2 separate regions of the Anas platyrhynchos genome follow, and region 1 is linked to region 2. A link is a contact called in public Hi-C data. All regions are on one chromosome and are shown on one strand. Each heading gives the region's core, a stretch centred on a gene start, on an enhancer-like site or on the middle of the called end of the contact. The rest is flanking DNA. Distances are from core to core; before and after follow the strand shown. Region 1 holds the start of POLR3F (RNA polymerase III subunit F). Region 2 overlaps RRBP1 (ribosome binding protein 1).

Region 1 (3,487 bases), core at 809-3,308, 140 kb before region 2:
TCTTGCTTCCCAACAAAATACTCAATCGCATGGCCATCCAGAAAAAATGTTAGAGCTCTACTGAACAAGGGTTTCAAACAGTTCTAATTTCCAGTAGCAAAGGTTGTTTTCTTTTTTGTTTTGTTGTGTTGTTTTGTTTTTTTGCTTAAGTATTGATCACTAGAAAACCGACAGCCAGGACTGAGAATTACTAGCATCTCATACACAAAAGACTTGTCCTGCTATGCCTTAGCCAGGCAAATTCCTATTTCCTGTGTTTGGAGAAAGAGACAAGCAATTAGACAAGTTGAAGGACATGCATATAACATCATTAGTTAACATTTGCTCTTCTGTTGCTATTTGATCCCCTCCCCACAGTTACAGTCTTGTTTCTTACAGATTTGGATTATGTAATTGAATGGAGCTCTCACTTCAGGACGATCCCTCTCAATGCTTTTCTACAGAAGAAATACTTATTAAGGCCTAGCTCTCACCACAGCTCTTTCCCCTACCATAAGGCACTTACTAGATCTCCCCCCGCATCCCACTCCCCAGGACATCGATTTTAAACAAGTTTTAGAGGCTTAGCTGTCTTCGAAGCCTCACTCTGAAATCTGGACAACCAATTCAAAAGCTATTGAACAAAAAAGCTTGCAGCCAATGTTCTGATGCACATATTGATAGATAGGAAAAACAAAATGAGGTAGGTTAGGTTACTTCCAGAACCAGGCCTTGTTATCACTGTGACTAACCCCACAGTAACTACACTTGCACTTGACTGCTACACACAAGAGCGCTGTATCACATTCTGTTTTACATAGTAAATACAGAAAGTAGTACATGGGGGGAAGAGCAAAGGATTCTGCACACATCAGAAGACTAACGTGTTACTTCTTGGTGTTAGCTTCCTAACCTAGACAAGCAGACATACACACGGATGTTAACTTTCTGTTACAGAACAGAACCAGTAAATTTTGAGGTATGTTTAATTGGTAATGGAGACCCTACGTGGTTACGGCCACCAAGAAGAAGCTGTGCTAACCGTAAAATGACAGCAAAGGCCACTGACTCCAACCAGCCCCGTTTTGGCAGGCTGCCACCACACAGCCCGTCCGTACGAGTGGCACAGGGTGCCTGAAGTACCGGGGGGACCTACCATGGAGAGCAGCCTGTTGATGGCCATGGCTCGCTGCTGGGCTTCCATGTGGGGCATGTCATTCTGGATCACCTGGTCGGTGATGCCGTGAGGGAACTGGTGGCACAGCTCGATTATCCTGCGGGAGGGAGGGAGAAGAGCGAGGTTAAAAACCCTATCCTGCCACATCCCAAAGGCTGGGGGCGAGGAGAGCAGAGCTCACCCACCGGCTCTCGATGTCCACCGGGTCGGGCGCCTCCGGCTTCACCCGCACCTCCGCCATGGCGCCGCCGCGGCGCGCAGCGATGGCGTCGGAGCCGGGCGGGGAGCAAGGGGCGGGACGGGGCGGTTGCTAAGCCGGGATGGTGGCGTCTGTGGTAACATGGGGGGGATCGAGTGGCGAAGGCAGGGATCAAGGAGGCGGGCAGGGGTCGGTGGGGGTGAGCAGGGGCTGTCTGCATGCCGAGGGGTAGGCAAGTCTCTGCTCCGGGACCCAGTGTGAGGGGATGGAGCGGGGCTGTGTGGTGCGAGGAAGGGGCACGGGGGCCTGGTGAGGCTGATGCTGTCTCCTGTGACCTGTGCTGTCCCCCTGGTGGGCTCCCACCATGCTGACCGGGGACCCCGTGCTTCTGCCCTAGGTGTGCGCCAAGAGCTGGTGAGGCTTTGAGGAGAGCGGGTCACAGCCCCCGGTGTCAGGTAAAGGTCTGATCCGCACGCCCTGAGGTGACTTTGCCACAGGGTGCATGCTGCACAAGAGAGCTTTGGCTGAGGTAATGACATCATACGTAAATTATGATAAATTAAGTTTGGCACGTGCTTTATAGGTATATTTTCAATGCATACCACAAATGAGATAAGCTTAAGGAATAGCTGTCTCTCTCTAGCCCTCGTCAGGACATCTTCTTGCATTGCCCTGACACCCATTCAGGTGGCCACAACAAAACAAGTAGCTTGTTCTTCCTGCAGAGAAAATGATACCATATCTTTAATGATTAGGGTCAGGATACTTCACTGTTCCCTCTTAGCATGTATCACTGATGTATGATGCTAAAGCTGTTTCACTTGAATACTTGGAAGTCAGTCGTGAGCAAGGAAAGCTGAAGTGAAATAAAGGCAACAGAACTCATCTCAGGCTTTGTTCAAGGAGAAAATATCAAAAGTGTGATGATGGTTAGGATCTTATTTTTTTTTCAATGTGAAAAATATATAAATATTAATGAGTGAGCAGTTTAAAGTATCCAGTGTTCTCTCTCCTAAAATAAACAAATGAAGATGAGGAATTACATTAAAAGACCACATTTCTTAATGCATTCTTCTGTAAAAAAAAATGTTGTCAGCCTTTTTGTTTTTCTGTTTTAAAGATCACTGGTGAGAAAAATGACAGCGGGCTCTGTCTCAGTTCCTCAGGTCATACCACTTCGAATCCCTCTTCCAGGGAAGGCTAAACATGAAATAGATACAAATACTCTCGTAGAAATAAAATCAGGTACGAATAATAGCTTTGACTCTATGTAAAACATTTTCTTATGTGACCATTTGAAACTTTTTTTTATCATACGTTTATGAATATCCACTTCCCTGAGTAACTTATAAAATTAACTGTGTTTTGATACACCAAACACACTTGCACTTGATTTTATTAATTCAAACAATGTCATTGACATGGGGGGTTTTCCTCTATGTTAGCGGTCTTAATTGCTTTCAAGATCAAGCTCTTTAAGTTGTTGCATTTTGCTGTGACTGCAAAAATAGCACTTGAAAGTAGCCTGTGCTAGGCTTACCCTAAAGGACTTCCTTACAATTCCACATTTCATCGTAGGAGAAAATATATTTTTTTGTTTTTAGAACAGATGAGTTTTTGCAATGTTTCCCTACAAAACCATTGTACAGCTACTTTAAGAAGAGAAATACTGCGTACAATTGAAATTGTATTCATTTAGTAACCAATTTTTCATGGGAGAAACAATTTTGGTCATGAACCAATTTTTCATGGGAGAAACAATTTTGGTCATGAACTTTCAGTCATTTATACAACTGCTTTATTCTGTTTATGGGAAAAAAATCAAGCACAGTAGAGAGGATTTCCAGAGGTGTGGAGTTTGTTTTTATTACAGCTCTCCCACAGTTTAGCTAATTACTTTCTCTGTCTTTCAGATACACCTGAGGTCTCCATTTATTACACATTAGATGGAAGTAAACCAGAACCCAATAAGAAACTTGGCTATGGAGAGCACAACACTTTTAAGTATAAAAGTCCTATCATATTACCAGTTGGGAAAATCATGGTCAAGGCACTTGCAGTTACAAAGTAAGTATCCTGGTTTCTTTTAGTTTTATTTTGTCAGGGGATTGATATCCCAGTAGCGGCTTAGA
Region 2 (3,535 bases), core at 592-3,091:
GTGACCCAGTAGGGGATTTTACCTGCCTTTCTTTCCTCTCTGATGGTGGTTGGAAGGAATGGAGAGCAGCAAAGCTGGTGTGAGCTGGGATGTAGCACAAAACCCCAGCTGTCCCCCTGATGGACGCTGACTGCCCCCGCCACCACCCTGGGCGGACATTTGGGTGCCTTAAGCATCCAGCCAGCCAGCTCTGGGTGGGGTGAATTTTGTCGTGTGTCCCCTGGGTGTTGGAGGAGTTGCTTGGAGGGCTGGAAGATGGGGCTGGGGTTCTGCGGGTAAGCGGGAGAGAGGCCTGGGATAAAGGGCCGGGAAAGCCATCAGACCTGCCAAATTCATGAGGGCTTTTGCTTTTTAAATCAGTCCTTTGATTGAGACAGCAGTCGCTGCTTTGCTTTTTAATATTTAAAGGCTTCATTCTTCGGAGGCATATCTCACCAGTGAGGTTTAGGAGTCTGCGTTAGGGTAGGGCTCCAGCCTTTCAGCACTCCTGTGAGCCCTGCTGCAGCAAACAGAGGGTCAGGAGGTTTATTTTTTAAAGTCCTGGGTGGTATCCCTGGTTTGCAGGGGTGCTCAGAGCACAGTGAGCTGGGAGTTCAGTTTCTTCTGGCCATTTCTCCCTGTGTGCTGGCACAAAGGCTGCCCAAACTGCTCCATAGCTCCTTGTGTAGGGCCGTGCTGGGGGGCGTGTAACCGAGCCAGCCTCGCTGCTCCTCCTCCTTGCAGGTCAGGCAGCAGCTGGGTGAGATGAAGAGCCATGTGCAGGATGGAGGAGTCGTGGGGTCACGAGCCGAGCCGAGCGATCCCGAGCCCTTCGAGGTTAGGGGGGGTGAGGCCGTGGCTCGCAGTCCCGCGCCCCGTCCCGCATGGCCAACTGCACGAGGCTTTGCTCTCCTGGCCTGTGCCAGGCTCGTGGAGCCCCTCCAAACACACATCCCGCTCCTTCACCTGTTCCCTCGGGAGCCCTCTGTGCCAGCAGCAGGCTGGGGATGTTTTTGGGGAGGCAGGCAGGGAGCGCTGCCTCCAGCTGGGGTTGCTACACGGCCTCGAGCCTGCTCGGGGGCTGGGATTAGGATTACGGAGCTCACGCAGGGGCAGAGGCCCTGCAAATCTCGCCGGAGCCGGGCTGAAGGCATTAGCAGCGGCTGCTCCCCGCAGGCTAACACCTCTTGGCGGTGGCAGCTGCCGCCCCAAGCTGGGCTCTGCCTCTCTCTCCTTTAATCCTGTTAACCGTGGAGCCTTCTCCTGGGCGCTGCTCGTCTGCCGCAGCACGGGGACCTGCCAGATACGCCCAACACTCTGTTGTGCCTCTTGTCCAAATCCCAGCTTGTGCTGCCCAAAAATTCAAGCACCATTTGGCAGTGCAAAACCAACCCCGGGCTCACCATCAGCATCCTCCCGGCTTTGTACAGAGGCCAATGATGGTACCCGTTGCCCCTCAGTGCCTTGGACAAAGCTCCAGGTTTTGTTTCTTCTGTGTAGCCCAGCTTCCCTGGTACTGGAAGAAGCTCCTCGTCTAGGCCTTTGTTTTTTTAAATTATTATTATTTTTATTTTCTCTTCTGGACACTTTCCCCTTCTCCATGCAGTTGAAAACGCAGCTGGAGCAGAACGAAGCGCTGGTGGAGAAGGAGCAAGCGCTGAGGCAGAAGCTGGTGCAGGAGCTGGAGGAGGTGGGTGCCGGGGGCAAGCGGGGAGCGAGGGTTTGCCCCTGTAGAGGACCTTGGGGCTGCGAAAAAGCACCTCTGGAGAGCGGCCAAAAAACGCTGGGGCAGTGCAGCCAGCTGCCTGACGGTGGCTCTGTAACCCACCAACAGCAGAGGGACAGCCACAGGCCCTGCTGCATGGGGCAGGGAGCAGGAGGAGCCCGCTGGCACCGGCTGGTGCGTTGTTAAAGGTTGTGCGTCCCCCTTGCAGGCACAGAGCTCGGCACGCAGCTTGCAGGCGGAGCTGGAGAAGCTGAGAGTGGCTGAAAACGCAGCGGCGTCAGGCACGGAGGAGGCCCAGCATCTCAAGGTGATCTGGCTGCTGCCTCGGCTCAGCACCAGGCACAAAAAAGCCTTTGCCCAGCAGGACTGTGGTTGTGATTTGTGGTTCCTGGGGATGGTGGGGCAGGGTAGATGGTTCCCAAGGAAGGTGCAGATGTGTTTTGGAGGGAGGGGGTCCCCTGCGAGCAGCCTGGACTGCAGGGGGAGGCTCAGGCAGATGGCTTCTTTTTACTCCCGTGTAGGAAAGACTTGAAAAAGAAAAAAAACTAACAAAGGACTTGGGCCAAGCAGCAACCAAACTCCAGGAGCTACTGAAGGTCACCCAGGACCAACTGGCCAAAGAGAGAGAAACGGTGAAGAAGTTGAAAGAACAGCTTCATGAAACGGTACTTGCTGGCAGCACCAGCCTCAACCAGGCCTTCCCTTGATACAGGCGGGGAAATGGGGTGGTTTAAAATGGGAGCAGTGGGGCACCCACGGCCACAACCCACCCGGCTGGCTTCTGGCAGCCCCTGGGACTGCGTTGGATGGTGGTCATGATCCTTCCCTGCCCAGGAGGGAAGATGTGGCCAGGCTGCGAAATGCTTTGCTGCTTAACCTCGAGAGCCCACCGAGTAACTGAGCTCTCTTGTGTTTCTTCTGCAGGGGGAAGAGGACAGTTCAAAGGAAGGGACTTCGGTTTGATGAGTCTGTGACTTAGAACTTAACCCTTCAACTTACCAAAATGCCTTACACATTCCTAAAAATAAAAAGTATATGCTGAATTTACTGTAGATAAAATACAAGCCATTAGTGACCCGAAACCTAGTTTTGAAACTTTAAGAAAAAAAAAAAAAGGAAAAAAAAAAAAAAGAAACCACCACCAACCAGTAAACACTGCAGGTGTATGTCTGTAGGAAAACCTTCATACTGTTTTGTACAACCCTTCGTTCCCGTGGGTGCTGCTCCCGACACGTTGGGGCAGGTGCCGGGGCTCGACCCTGCTGGAGCGGCAGAACTCGCGAATGTGTGAAAAGGGAAGACTGTGTTTGTACATCAACCGGTGCAATTATTATTTTATATATATAAATATATATATATTATTTTTTTTTTTGGAGTGAGAGAAGTGTGAAAGTAAGACCCACCAGTGGAAGGAAGCCTCTCTCTGACGGGTGGCTCTCGGCGCGTATCCTTTGTGTATTTTCTGAGTGTCGATGCAATTAAAATGACGTCGTAGCGAAGAGCCTGTGCTTTATTTTTCTGGTCACTTTTCGAAGTTGCTGTGCCAGGAATGTCTTGGGGACGACTGAAGTATGAAGAATGCACCCTGCTTTGCCCAGTGGTGGCTGCTTTGTTCTGTTGCTGTGCTGCAGCTGCTGGCCCCTGCTTTTCTTCCAGTGCAAGCGAAGGAGGCGCAGAGCTGCAGCCATGGTGCCCCAGCTGTGATTAAAGTGGTTGGGGTCCCACAACCTTTGGGGCCTTGTCTGAGGCCCTAAAGCTGCGGGGTGCCCCTTCCACCTCCCCAGGGTGGCGCAACGCTGCCTCTTCCTGCAGGAAAACCACAAAGCTGCC

Evidence for each region. A called contact is a pair of places that touch in the nucleus more often than the background predicts.
Region 1: a Hi-C map of liver shows a contact between it and region 2, with 1.6 times the contacts expected there. The contact joins the promoter of POLR3F here to the enhancer-like site in region 2. A contact is called at or near these places in 2 of 8 Hi-C or Micro-C datasets (liver and subcutaneous adipose tissue).

The regions. Positions count from the first base shown.
Region 1 is chr3:16,004,956-16,008,442 of IASCAAS_PekinDuck_T2T, reverse strand. It overlaps POLR3F (RNA polymerase III subunit F), which reads right to left and starts at 2,058. Exons shown (of 9, transcript XM_038177554.2): 1 at 1,958-2,058; 2 at 1,136-1,253. The coding sequence starts at 1,192. DZANK1 (double zinc ribbon and ankyrin repeat domains 1) reads left to right here and starts at 1,424. Exons shown (of 22, transcript XM_027453566.3): 1 at 1,424-1,491; 2 at 1,753-1,810; 3 at 2,476-2,600; 4 at 3,269-3,422. The coding sequence starts at 2,492.
Region 2 is chr3:15,865,212-15,868,746 of IASCAAS_PekinDuck_T2T, reverse strand. RRBP1 (ribosome binding protein 1) reads left to right here. Exons shown (of 24, transcript XM_072035404.1): 20 at 724-816; 21 at 1,586-1,669; 22 at 1,914-2,012; 23 at 2,227-2,370; 24 at 2,630-3,204. The coding sequence ends at 2,668. Among named protein-coding and RNA genes, the nearest start is that of DSTN, 13 kb to the right of the region's middle. Within about 2 kb of position 1,841, at least 3 of the 8 cell types and tissues checked have an H3K27ac peak or open chromatin away from gene starts, as enhancers often do. A contact at or near this core is called in subcutaneous adipose tissue, where this site is marked.